2 separate regions of the Triticum aestivum genome follow, and region 2 is linked to region 1. Evidence: chromatin contacts called from public HiCAR-type data. All regions are on one chromosome and are shown on one strand. Each heading gives the region's core, a stretch centred on a gene start, on an enhancer-like site or on the middle of the called end of the contact. The rest is flanking DNA. Distances are from core to core; before and after follow the strand shown. Region 1 holds the start of LOC123144069 (heptahelical transmembrane protein ADIPOR2). Region 2 holds the start of LOC123144070 (tubby-like protein 4).

Region 1 (7,147 bases), core at 2,300-4,799:
TAACAGTGAACAAAAATCTCTGTTTGGCATGTAAAACTATCGCATCTCGGCGAGAGAATATTTCGAGTAGTGCTTGCGCGGTAAATCTCAGTTTGACAGATTCGTCGCCGTACGCAGAAATCAACGATAAGATGACTGGAAAGATTTTGCCACTTGGTCTTGTCTGCTCAACAGAACCAATTTGGGTTCAAACCGAAGAAGTAGCTGAAAGCGACACTGCTTCTAGCAGGTGAGCAAATGTGAAAATGTTGCAAAAGAATCGTCTACTTCTTCTCTTGCATGCAAAGTGAATGTGAAAGAGGAAGCGAGATTTTGTGCAAACACAGAGAGGCAGCGTGTTTGTTCTGAACAAGACGACTACACGTGATGTTACGTTGCAGCAGAAGGTGAACTAGATTCGAAGTGCACAGCTACACATGGCTCCTTGGTTTTGGTCGGTTGGTCAGGTTGCCGTCGACCAGGACAGGGATCAGGAAAGGACGCACCACTCACGAGTTGTCCTTAGCACAGAAGAACCTATCGGAAGATGGAGCCGATCCTATCATTAATCTAGTAGTACCTCTACCTCCTACATTCATATTTTTCAATGTCATTTACATCTTCTCTCCTTATTTGTATCATCCACATGAATTATACAAATTATTCGTCAGTGCTATTTCAGAACACTTAAATGGAAGCGCAATTTAGTCAATTTCCTCTGGTAAATTCCTCAACCTTTGAGTTTTCATAAACTCTCTATACTATGATTGGTCAAGAGAAATGGCGGCACACACTTCTTTGGTTCTGATTAAGTCCACATTTCATGATTCAGGGTTGGTTAGAGATAAGTGGAAGGATATGTAGGACACGATCTTTTGCCCGTTTTCAAAATAAAATGAATAAAATAAAATATGTAGGACATGATCTTGCGGGCTCATCACTAACCACCACCCACACATGGGGTAGAGACCCATGCGACAGTGATCATAACAGCATTGTTGTTACAGAAGAGGATCTCAAGTCAACCCTATCGGATGGAAGGACGTTACGGCCATTATCCCTAATGAATTTTCAGTGTGAGGCCATTTTACTTCAAAGTAATTTCTAGGATTCTATTCTTATTTTTTCACCTCTATGACTTGTTTATTTTCTATTAATGAAAAACCGTATACAATTCCAAGAGGAAATTTCCATTGGGTCCATTCTTATGGGATTTATTTTGTTTTTGTTTAAGTGACAATTATGAAATTCATCTAATATCTTTTCGCAATATTGCAGGCTTTGTGCATTTTTCATGTGATGCAACCGGATAACTTTTACAAGATATTCCTATGTTTTTCCTATGATACAGTCAGACATGCTCTTGTTTTTAAGATTTACTATGGCATCTCAAGTCTACGTTTTCTTTTCTAATTACCACGCTTTTATAATCTTGTATGTAAACCAAAGAAACCCATCAGGTCAAAACACGTCTTGTATTCAGACAAACATGATTCAGAGTTATTTAGAGGGAACTGATTTGACCTATTGTTCGCATCTGTGCATAGTTGCTTGAACATTTGTAGTGCATCCTCTATACTATAGTGTAAGGACATGGATCAAAGGATGATCATGTGGGCAGCTCACATACACAGCTGTCCATGCATGTCTCTTTCTGCGTGGTGGGGATCTACATGATCACATTATTACATGGTACTCACTCGGTGCAGTTATATTTAAATCATTGGTGGCACTACACTACTGCTAACTGAATAATTATAGTCACCTTGATAGAACTCGTCTGAATTAATTAATCATGCTATCTAGCACCATCTGTCCCAGAATCTTGGGGACTATAGTTATGAGAGAAAAATATGCAGCGCTGGAAAATTATCCGGAAACAAGATAAGATACTACGTATCTCTTAGATGCGTTTCTTACCGATTGATCGCTCTTCCACGACGAATTAGCTGATCCCACCACGAACCTGCGAGAGAAATGAACGGCACGTAACTAAAAGGCCTTTCTCTTTCATAAACAAAGTAGTAGCAGTAGTGCAGTACTAGGTTGCCATGGCACCTTGCTGGAAAAGGAACATCAATCAATCAAACTATCAAAGACAAAGAGAAAGGATCGTTTCAGACTTGGAACCCCTAACAAATCTGTAATTTGCGCCAACCGACCAAAGCCAGCATTGCATTTGCAAAGTGCTCCGGCATGACGATAAGACGTGTGAGGCGGATAATGCACGGAGGCTACCGCGGGCCATGTCCGTGTGCGCGAACCTCGTTCGTTTGGTGTGGCTCTCACGCATGCACTTGCTGCTTAGGGCAGTGTGTTCTTGTCGCATCTCACATGGGCAGCATCTAGCATAATCTTGCATTAGAATTAAAGTGTACTCGCAGCCAGTTGGAGACTTGGAGCTTAATATCAGTAGCTGGCAATGCAGAAAGAGTCGGTAGTGAACGAACGTGTGATTGCGCACGCGCGTGCGTTCGGTTGATGGAACGAGCGCGCACACGTTGGGCGTGAGCGGGGGTTGTGTGTGACGTGCGCGCTCTCCGAACATACTACCAACTGCCCGCGAAACAAATTCGAGGTTTCCCACATGTGACGTGCGAGCTGCGGTGGTGAGTTAATTCGCATTTTGTTGGAAGACCGTTTCAAGTTTCAAAGCCGGGAGCGCCCGCTAATCACGCAGAAGGGAGTGGGAATCAGAGGCAATCAAATCATTATTGAAGTTTGAACAAACGTAAACAATCATTTTCTTATTCCGGAGGACAGAGAGAAAAGGAAAGTCAAGTCGTGTGTTCTGTAGTGTAGGTAGTACGTACCTCATGATCCCCGGCGCGGCGTCGTGGGCGGCCTCCGGGCCGCCTCCGGCGACGGCGAGCGCCAGGAACAGCAGGAACCCGCCCAAATGCCTGCGGAAATCACACGGTGCCATGTCAAATCAATGGATTGGCCGATCGATTTGATCAGTTCGCGCGGAGCATGTGGATGAATCGGGGGGATGGATTGGAGGGGGGCGCGCACGCACGTCCAGACGTTGAGCGTCTCGTTGTGCCAGGAGAAGGCGCTGAGGAGGGCGTCGCGGATGGGCCACTCCACGCGGTAGTGGCCGCGGATGTACTCGTTGTCCTTGAGGTACTCGGGGAGCTCCTCGTAGCCCACCAGCCGCGGCGGGGCCCTGCTGCGCCGGCCGCCCGCCATCGCCGCCGCGGACGCCGCCTCCACGCCGCCCACCGACGGCGCCATGGCTACCTTCTTCCTGCTGCCCCGCCTCGCCACCGCCTCCCCCGCGGTCGCCGTCGACCGCGCTCCCATGCGATGGGCCCGGTGCCTCTCTCTCTCTCTCTCCGGCTCTGTGCGCGCGCGGCTGCGTCGGGGTTGTCTGTGTCTGGTCCGCGGTTCGTGCGGGGGAGCCCGGGAGGTGGTGGTGTTATAGGCGGACTATAGGGAGGCTATAGGGGGATGGGAGGAGACGAGGCCGCCTGGCGAATCTTGGCGGGGAGCGCGCGGCGCGGGGGTGGTGTGGTGCGGTGATGTTGCTGGTGGGTGTAGGCACGGGCGAGCCACCCACATGGATTTCCTCCGTCGCACACGCTTGTCAAGCTAACAGAGGTTACCGGGGGCTTTTGGGCGCAGCCACTCGCCTAATGACCGTCAGATTTAAAGGGGAGAAGAAAAGGGATATTTATATGCCACCTGTGCGTGTCTCGCTGGCATGTGGGCCCTGGCGGTTTTTATATTAAGAAATGGCATTTTTATATTAAGAGATGGCATTTTATTATTAAGAGATGGCATTTTTATCCCAAGGAATGGCCGTTTTTAATATTTTTTAGCTTGTGTAGTTCATACAACTTTTTTAATCATACTCATTTGCATATTTTACAAAATTAAAGAGTTGGAATCTTTGTTTTGATGAAATGGTCAAAAGAGTTTGATTTCATCAATGGAAAGCGAAGATGCTTGTTGTTACGAGAGAGTAAGTGAGAGCATAATAATATTTCTAAAAACCTTGTGTGCTTGACACATTGTTGATTTGAAATAATATAAATTTGGGAGATTTACATTTCCCCCCCTAAATTTGTCCCGACCTCATCTTTACCCCTAAATAAAAACAGTGCTCAACTTTACCCCTCTTCCGTTAAGTGCGCTTATAGAAATACCCTTCCGTACATTTTCCGTCCAGTCAAAGGCCTTTGACCGTTAAGTGCGCGTATAGAAAAATCTAACGGTCAAAGGCCTTTGACTGGACGGAAAATGTACGGAAGGGCATTCCTATAAGCGCACCTAATGGAAGAGGGGCAAAGTTGAGCACTGTTTTTATTTAGGGGTAAAGATGAGGTCGGGACAAAGTTAGGGGGGGAATGGAATTGGCCCCTCTTGACACGAATTAGGACTTCATTGAAAATAGTTTTTCCATGAAGTGCTTGGGCTAGGTAGCCTTGATATTAGGCATATTTATCTACGGAGATAGAATTGCTTAATAGGCTAAGCCAAGAATACATATTGACATGATGCTAAAACAGTTTAGCATAAGAACGCCAAGGAGTGATTCTTGCCGAAGTCACATGGAAAGAGTTTTTGCAAGACTCAGTGTTCCAAAACACTGATGAGTAAAGTACATGATGGAGATTCCACACACTCATGTGTTTGGATTAATCATGTATTCCATGGTATGTAAAACAACCAGATATATCCAATACTCCCAAGTTGTTGCGAGTATAGATACCAAAGTGATCAAGGTATTGATCATGGACAACAGTGAAAAATGTCATTGAGTACTAAAGTAGCACTGACAACATGCTTTCTCGCAAGCAGAGATTATGAATTGTAAGTAATTGCATCGATACAGTCTTCATCAATGCTCCATGCGATTTTTGATTTAAGTTAAGGGTTTTGTGTAACACATGTATGGTGGCACAATAGTTGGAAATTGTTTCAAACAGGTTACTGTGGCGAATCCTATAACAAAGACTAAGTATGCTGATGCTTTAGAAGCGACAAAGAAGATGTTGAATCATACAGTTCGTTCATGAACTTAGTATGGTTCCAAAATGGCTTTGTTCAATGGAACACTATTGTAGATAGTTGCTCCATAGCTTAGTTTGAGGAATCAAGGTTCGATCAGTGATTCACATATATACAAGGCCAAGTCCACACAAAATATGAATTTTGTGAAAGCGTGAAAACGCGAGGATATGCAAAGATACACACGGCCCTGAAGTTGTCAGATCTGTTGGACAAAGACTATACCACAAGCGAAGCATATTTTACACCGGTATGCCATAGGTGTAAAGTGCATTAGCATTTACTAGATTATTGAATCTAGTGCAAGTGGGAGTCTGTAGGAGATATGCCCTAGAGGAAATCATAAATGCTATTATTTATCTCCCTATTCATAATTGTGTTTTATGTTCCATGCTATAACTGCTATGGTTCTCAAGTCTGCAATAACCACGAGGCTCGGAGGGAAACTCATATGCACGTGTGGAATAATAAACGGTAAAATGTATTTCTAGCATGGCTTCTAAGACTAGCTCAAGTGTTGCATGATGGTTCTGTTTTCCTGATCATGGGCATGACTATGCCGGCAACTTTGAGGACACAATGTTAGAAGAACACTTATGTTGAATCGACCCGATTGATGTTATTCTATGAGATATGTTCATCACGAGTTAATGGTAAATAACACAGAGAAAGTTAATGTTTGCATAATTCCTTAGACCATGAGAGTATCGAGTTCCTTCATGCTTGCTTCATGAACTTTGGGGTTTGTTAAACGTCATCCGTAAAAGGGTGGCTATTACGGCGGCTTACGGGTTCATGGAAAAGTATGACAAGGAACTAGATAGCTCAAGATTGGGATTTGCTCCTCCAATGATGGAGAGATATTCTTTGGGCCCTCTCGGTGTTACGGTATCCATTATCGTCTGGCCAGACACATTGTGATTTGATCACAAGGATGCCGGAACACAGGAACGAGAAAAGAGAACAAAACTGGTAACGAGGAAACTAGCATAGTGAACAAGTTGTTGATTCACGGGGATGCTACTAAATCTCACCTCGGGTTTTGTAACATATCGTGAAGCAACAGGAATAGCACACGGCAACTATAGGTTAACTCGAATATTCATTCGTGTGTGTATAGGGATTGATACGTCTCCAACGTATCTATAATTTTTGATTGCTCCATGCTATATTATCTTCTGTTTTGGACATTATTGGGCTCTATTATACACTTCTATATTATTTTTGGGACTAACCTATTAACCGGAGGCCCAGCCCAGAATTGCTATTTTTTGCCTATTTCAGAGTTTCGCAGAAAAAGAATATCAAACGGAGTCCAAACGGAATGAAACCTTCGGGAACGTGATTTTCGGAACGAACGTGATCCAGAGGACTTGGACCCTACGTCAAGAAAGCTACCAGGAAGCCACGAGGTAGGGGGCGCGCCTACCCCCAGGGCTCGCCCTCCACCCTCGTGGGCCCCACGTTGCTCCACCGACGTACTCCTTCCTCCTATATATACCTATGTACCCCCAAACGATCAGATACGGAGCCAAAAACCTAATTCCACCGCCGCAACCTTCTGTACCCATGAGATCCCATCTTGGGGCCTGTTCCGGAGCTCCGCCGGAGGGGGCATCGATCACGGAGGGCTTCTACATCAACACCATAGCCTCTCCGATGAAGTGTGAGTAGTTTACCTCAGACCTTCGGGTCCATAGTTATTAGCTAGATGGCTTCTTCTCTCTTTTTGGATCTCAATACAATGTTCTCCCCCTCTCTTGTGGAGATCTATTCGATGTAATCTTCTTTTGCGGTGTGTTTGTTGAGACCGATGAATTGTGGGTTTATGATCAAGTTTATCTATGAACAATATTTGAATCTTCTGAATTCTTTTATGTATGATTGGTTATCTTTGCAAGTCTCTTCGAATTATCAGTTTGGTTTGGCCTACTAGATTGATCTTTCTTGCAATGGGAGAAGTGCTTAGCTTTGGGTTCAATCTTGCGGTGTCCTTTCCCAGTGACAGTAGGGGCAGCAAGGCACGTATAGTATTGTTGCCATCGAGGATAACAAGATGGGGTTTATATCATATTGCATGAGTTTATCCCTCTACATCATGTCATCTTGCTTAAGGCGTTACTCTGTTCTTATGAACTTAATACTCTAGATG
Region 2 (7,147 bases), core at 2,773-5,272, 400 kb after region 1:
TTGATGAACTTGGACATATCCTTCATAGGAAATATGTCCTCAAAGAAAGTTGCATCATTCGACTCCATAATTGTACCAACATGCATGTCGGATACCTCAGATTTTATTATCAAAAATCTATAGTCAATGCTATGAAAAGCATAGCCCAGAAGAACACAATCCACGGTTTTTGGTCCAAGGTTGCGCTTCTTGGGAATTGGTATATGGACTTTCGCCAAACAACCCCAAGTACGTAGGTAGGAGAGTTTCAACCTTTCCCTTTCCCATTCCTCAAAAGGAGTTACGGCCTTATGTTTTGTGGGAACTCGGTTTAGGACATGACATGCAGTCATTAGCGCATCCCCCCATCATGCCTTGGAGAGATCCGATGTGTCTAACATGGTGTTAACCATATCAGTTAGAGTTCGGTTCTTTCTTTCGGCTACCCCCATTTTACTGAGGTGAGTAGGGAGGCGTCCTCTCATGGATTATACCATGTTCAGCACAAAACTAATCAAATTCATTGGAAAAATACTCTCCACCACGATCATACCTAAGCTGTTTGATTTTTCGATCAAGTTGGTTCTCTGCTTCAGCTTTATAGTTTTTGAAGAAATTTAAAGCCTCGTCTTTTGATTTCAGAAGATCCACATAACAATATCTAGTGGAGTCATCAATCAACGTCATGAAGTATTTCTTTCCACCTTTTGTCAACACACCATTCATCTCACAAAGATCAGAATGTATAAGCTCTAGTGGCGCCAAATTTCTTGCCTCTGCAGTCTTATGGGACTTGCAAGGTTGCTTAGCTTGCACACACACTTGGCACTTGGAGCCCTTGACTGTGGTGAATTTAGAAATTAAACTCATGTTGGCTAGCCGCGTCATGCAACCAAAGTTAATATGACAAAGTCGTGAATGCCAAATATTAGACTCATTATCGTGGCAAACATGATTAATAACTTTAGTGCAAATATCTGACAAAGACAGGCGGAACAAGCCTCCACACTCGTAGCCTTTTCCAACAAATTGTCCACACTTAGAAATTACAACTTTATTGGACTCAAAAACCAATTTAAACCCATCTTGACATAAACGGGAACCGCTAACGAGATTCTTATTGATTGACGGCACATGATGAACATTCTTTAGATGCACGATCTTCCCCGGAGTAAACTTTAGATCGACCGTACCGACACCTCGAACAGTGGCATGTGACCCGTTCCCCATCAGCACGAGAGAAGTCCCAGTGACCTGGTAAGTAAAAAACATGGAGGCGTCAGCAGAAACATGTACATTGGCACCAGTGTCAATTAACCAATCAAGAGATTGAAATACTGAAAGGATGATAGGAAAAATATCGTACCCTGATTCCTTCATATCAGTATCACCGATGACAACATTAGCGACTTGCCGCTCTTCTCATGTTCACGCTCCTCAAAGCGGTTAGGACATTTCGGAGCCCGGTGATTAGGATCACCGCAGACATGGCAAAGTCCCTTCCCCTTCTTATGAGAATTCTTCTTGAAGTTGGTAGAATGTGACGGATTGTTCTTTGCATCAAACTTGCCTTTGCCCTGAGTTTTGTTCTTGTTGTTTTTGAACTTGTTGGGCTGGAAGTTCTTCTTATGCACCATGTGAGCACTAGAAGCTCCCTCAGCAACTCGAGCACGTGTGTCTTTTGCTCTCGCCTTCTCTTCAACATCAAGAGTACCAATGAGATCCGAAACGGAAAACTCTTGTCTCTTGTGTTTCAGGGAAGTAGTAAAATTGTTCCACGAAGGTGGAAGCTTGGCAATGATGCCTCCAACAATAAATTTGTCCGGCAACACACACTTGAAGTACTCAAATTTCTTTGCGAGCGACTGTATCTCATGAGCTTGTTGGACAACAGAGCGCTCATCAGTCATCTTGTAGTCATAGAATTGCTCCATGACGTACAACTCGCTGCCAGCGTCTGAGGCCCCAAACTTGGCCTCGAGCGCAGCCAACATGTCCTTGCTGTTGTCAAATGACATATATGAATCCACAATGGAATCATCAAGAACACTCAGAAGGGCGCCTTTAAAGAGGGTATCGATCTTCGTAAAAGCTTCCTGCTGTGCAGGATCAAGATTGCCCTCAGGCTTGCCCTTGGTGGCGTCATAGCAGTACATGGTCTGGAACCAGTAAACTGCTCTCGTGCGCCACCTCTTATATTGCACGCCCTTAAAGATAGGCGGCTTCAGATGCGCAGTAAAACCACTTGAAGTAAATTGCCTATAATCAGGATTTTGGATTGTTGAATATATTAGCAAATTACTACGAGTTTTAATCCGAATAAGCACTAAATAAATCATGACAGCAAGAACGAAGACTAAACTAATCATGCGGACTAGCATAGTAGATGAACAGATCATATCTAGGGCACAAACTAGAACTAAGAATTCTAGCAAGATCTCAAACAAGGAGGACAAGATCACATACGGTGCAGCGTTGATGTTGTCGCCCATGTCGTTAATGAGGAGGTTGCCGAGGTCAGGGAAGAAGTTGTCGTTGGCGAAGTCGTCGCTACCAGTAGTCGCGCGAGTGGCCTCCACAAAAACCTGATCGCCCCTCTCCCGTACAGGATCATGAGAGGCGGGGTTCCGGAGGCCTGCTGTCCCTTCTCGCGGTGCACGCCGAAAGGAGGGATGGAGAAGACTTGTGTGCCGACGCAATGATCTGGAACGGTGGTGCGAAACCATACGATGCGGCGGCGGCTAGGGTAGACGTCTGCCCCACGATCCAAAAGAATCGGAAACAGCTGAGTAATTAACGCGCCCATTAATTTAATTAATGACTTATTAATTTTTCCCGAGCAGCAAAAATATAGACAACGTGCATAGCTTTGTCCTCAGCTCGACTCACTTCCGCAACACGCGGCGCGCAGCGCAGCGCAGCGAGGAGGAGGAGCGCGCGTGTAGGTCTCCTCTTCTCATGCTCATACAAGTGGTAGAAGAGCTCAGCTTATAAAGAGATGCAAGTCTCAGTCAACTTTTGGGGTGGGACTAAACTTTAGTCCCACTCACACCACTCACTAGCTATGCATGAATGGGCCAAGAGAATTTCAGAATTTTAGTTGGGCTTTGGGCCAAAGGCCTACTAGTAAATTCCAACAAAAGCTTCATCTCCCTAAGCACATGATATCGTCTCCTCCTTCTCGGACTCCCAGAGTCGCCGCACAACTTGACAATCTGTCTTTACCATTACGTATCGGCCTAGATATGTTTTTGTAAAGAAATCAAACTCAGCCTTCGTCCCAAGTATATGTCTCCTCCTGTAAACGTAGGACACCGGTTGTCACCGGCCACCACTGAGGCACAAACACGCATGAGTTGGGCATGGTAATATTGAAGTTCGAACAAACGAAAGTACACATCTACTCTCTTCGTCTCAAAGTAAGTTTCTCAAGTTTGTACTAACTTTATAAAGTTATACTAAGCTTGAGACACTTATTTTGAGATGGAGGGAGGTATGTTTGAACTTTGGCCTTTGTTGAATTTAAAAGTTTCAAACAAGTTGCTAGTACTAGTACTACATAAGATTGAACAAACAAGGCGGGCACGGTGCTGCTTCCAAAGGTGGCCTGCTCGTACTTCCCCTTTTAAAGAATGCAGCTTAGGATCTAAAAAAAACTGTAGCTTTAGAGTACTGACACATATGCAAGCTGGCACTTGGGAGTAAAAGCTGTCGTCAGCCATGAAGCGTCAACGTTACGGCCCCGCTTGCTCTTCATCTGTCCTGCTCGCCTCGTATCCCTCCCGACGCTTCATTTATTTCCACTGAACACTTCCTGTCTCCTGGCAAAAACTGCATGCAGCGCGAGCAAAAAGCAAGCAGAGAGCAGCAGCAGCTCATTTAAATCCCCCTCCAAACTTAAATCTCCCTCCAAACCACCATCAGCAACGCCATAGTCCATGCTCAAGTCACGCCAAGTGTTATTCAAACTCGGTCACGGTGGGGAAGTCCAAGAGCAAAAATCCAACAAAGTCCAAAAGCAAATCACATCGCCACCACAGAGAAAGGGTCCAGCTCCCGAGACGGCGACCGTTAGCACTCGCCACTCATCACGCGTTTCAAATTTAAATCCTCCCTCCAAACCACCACCCACAGCGCCATTTGGTCCATAGATTAAGCACCAGCCAAGCCTCGCACTAACACGCACGCGAGCTCCGCGCACTACGAAACCCCCGTCCACCTCCACCTCCCCTCGCGCGCGCACCAATGGCAGCCACGCCGCCCAAGAGGGAGCCGCTGGCCCCCCTCAGCTGCAACGCGGCCGCAAACACGCCTGCGGCCGCCACGCGGCCACGCGCGCCGGCGGTCTCTGCCGAGAAGGAGAACCTGGGCGCGGCCAATCTCGGCCCCGGCAAGGAGGAAAAGAGGGCGACGGCGCCTGCTGCCGCGAAGGCGGCGCCGCTGAAGCCGTCGTCGCTGCAGGCCCGCATGGAGGGCGAGGAGGCGGCGGGGCTGCCCGTGTTCGTCGGGCCGAGGGGGAGGGAGCTGCTGCCGCCGGCGCCGCCGGCGCCGGCGTCGTCGTCCTACGAGGCGTGGGACCTCTCCGACAACGAGGCGGCGCCGGCCGCGTCCTGGGCCACCCTGCCCAACAGGGCGCTGCTGTGCCGCCCGCTGCCGCTCGACGTCGGGAGGTGCACCTGCGTCGTCGTCAGGGAGAAGGCCACTGGTGCCAGAGGCGTGGCGCTCTACTCGCTCTACACCAACGTGAGCTAATCCCCCCGTCCTTCCTCCTCCGCTTTCAGGGCTTCAAGATTTCAAAATCCAGGGGAGAGTGGTGTGATTAGCTGCTGAGATTGGTGTCATAAGGATTCGTGCGTGCCCGTCTCTCTGTTGTGCGATTGCAGGAGGGGCAGGGGCGGCAGGACCGGAAGCTGGCGGTGGCCCGGCACCGGAGGAGGAGAGGGAGGTCGGAGTTCATCGTGGCGCAGAACCAGGACGGCGTCTTCTGCAGCTCCGACAAGAACTTCCTCGGGACTATGGGTGCCAATCTTGTTGGATCCAAGTACCAGATTTGGGGACAGGTACATGACGTTCCCCTTCGTGATTCTTCATGTCGCTCTCCTGGATTCGAGACTGATTACCATGGTGAACATGAACCAATGATGAGTATTAATGGTCGCCGATGCAGGGGAACCGGGTCGATGAGCTGAAGAGCCAATCCAAGCGGCTTCTCGGCGTTATCGCGTAAGATTCATCAATCTCCGTCAGTGACCTGCCCATGGATATGGCTTTTCTTGACCAATTTTTGGTTCCTACAGATTTGCCCCTACTATTACTACGCTCACGGGGAGTTTCAGAAGCATGAGGGCATGGATCCCCAAGAACCAGTCCATGCAGTTGAGGACCAACAGTTCTGCTCAGGTAAATCCATTTGCAACACTGGGAGATTCATTAGTGAACTTAAATGGATTCGTTTAAACCAAGGAGTGAGGCATATGGTCATTAGTTGTGGAAATGTTGCTGCAGATTCAGCATGTCAGTGGGCTTCCAAAGGATTGGCAGGAGAAGAGGAACAGAGCTGAACAACTCTGCTCAAGATCACCTTTCTACAACAATGTAAGCAGCTTCCCTCAAGAAACTTACTGAGCCTTCGGATCGACGTGTCGGGAATTGGGAGTTAAGCTGAGAGATGTATCCTCTTGCTCATCAGTACCTAAAACGCAGTGTGTTTGTTTTCTGCATTTGCAACAGATGACGAAGCGCTACGAACTAGATTTCAGAGAGAGGGTTGGGAGGATGGGATACAAGGTGCAGACATCAGTGAAGAACTTTCAGATGACTTTGGAGGTAAAATTTCTGCTCCAGCTTTCAATGGGGTTAGATCAGACTGAGCAACATATCATGATATCGACAACTTGTGCTCGACAGGAAAATGGGAGGCAGACGATCTTGCAGCTTGGTAGGGTCGGGAAGTCCAAGTACATAATGGATTTCAGGTAAGGCATCGATCATTTCCCTTGCTGATCATCGACATTCGTCGATGAATGTAACTAGTAGTAACATTTTCTGATGGGAATATCTCATTTGCAGATACCCCTTGACTGGATACCAAGCATTCTGCATTTGCTTGGCGTCGATGGACTCCAAGCTTTGCTGCACGCTGTGACTGAGATGCAGATGCGACAGAGTTTCGTTTAGCCCGGATGTTGTTTTTGTGCTGCACCCTGATGGTTTCCTTTGTTCGATTTTTATGTACATGTAGTCTTCTCGCCTCGAGAAGGGATTAAATAATTAGTAGAAGTATCATAAGAGAGCAAATTGTTCGTCTGCTTACCCTCTTGTCACTGTAGGCGATGCTTGTTTGCCTCAAAATTGAATTCTCAATGTGGTACTCCCTGCGTTCCAAAATAAAACGCAAGTTCTAACCGATTTTGATGAACTGATGGACTGCGAAAACTCGTCCTTGCGCTGCCCGAGCTGGTCATGCCTGGCAACGTGCTGGTCCAGGAAAACAGTTACTGTCACTGCCAAAGTGCCAAGGATGACGAGAGAGGCGCCAGCCAGGAGAGATTTAGAGGGGAGTGGTCGGACGACAGCATATCTCACTGATGGCAGGAGATGCTTGCTGCTATTTCAGCTAAGCAGCGAGAATGACAAGTAGGAGTATGTTCCTCGGCTGTTCTTTCACTGCAATCTGTTGCCAGGGCATTCAAGGAGAACCATCTGTCGTCTACAACCAGGATGGTTTTGGACCAGGGGTTCTCGCCGCAGTATATGCAAAATTGGATGTCCGTATCAACATGGTCATCTCAATGTAACCAGTAACCGGTTTGGGCCAGGATCGTTTTGGGATTTTCTTGTATAATCCAAGCTAGTGATGACCGTATCATCAGAACTGATGTTCCAATGATCACACTCCTCCGATAGCTCCCAATAAATTTTGCTCATTCTACAAGTTTTTTCAAATTCGGAATGCAAGTAACCTAAAGGTGTTGTGCATACAGATAATCTGTTCAACCGAGCATTAGCTCCATCTCAACTTGTGTAGCCACTCCGAACAGTCACCATCAATCTGGGTCAGATGTCCATAACAAGCACTGTCATGGTCCCACAAAGTAAAACAGTCACCATCAACCAATGTGAACTATTTCTTTTTTTTCTATTCTTCGTCGCCAGCATGCTCAAGAAG

What was found. HiCAR-type assays count read pairs that join an accessible place to other places.
Region 2: a contact with region 1 is called in a HiCAR-type map of leaf, with 9 times the contacts expected there. The contact joins the promoter of LOC123144070 here to the promoter of LOC123144069 in region 1. A contact is called at or near these places in 1 of 5 Hi-C or Micro-C datasets (leaf) and 1 of 1 datasets of contacts at active chromatin or transcription factors (leaf).

What each region holds. Positions count from the first base shown.
Region 1 is chr6D:128,806,820-128,813,966 of IWGSC CS RefSeq v2.1, forward strand. LOC123144069 (heptahelical transmembrane protein ADIPOR2) reads right to left here and starts at 3,550. Exons shown (of 4, transcript XM_044563088.1): 1 at 2,999-3,550; 2 at 2,793-2,882; 3 at 1,900-1,945. The coding sequence starts at 3,285.
Region 2 is chr6D:129,208,452-129,215,598 of IWGSC CS RefSeq v2.1, forward strand. It overlaps LOC123144070 (tubby-like protein 4), which reads left to right and starts at 4,023. Exons shown (of 8, transcript XM_044563089.1): 1 at 4,023-4,722; 2 at 4,863-5,039; 3 at 5,147-5,202; 4 at 5,277-5,379; 5 at 5,485-5,574; 6 at 5,710-5,805; 7 at 5,887-5,954; 8 at 6,049-6,291. The coding sequence starts at 4,225. The coding sequence ends at 6,124. LOC123144071 (ubiquitin receptor RAD23b) reads right to left here. Exons shown (of 12, transcript XM_044563090.1): 12 at 6,883-7,147. The coding sequence ends at 7,118.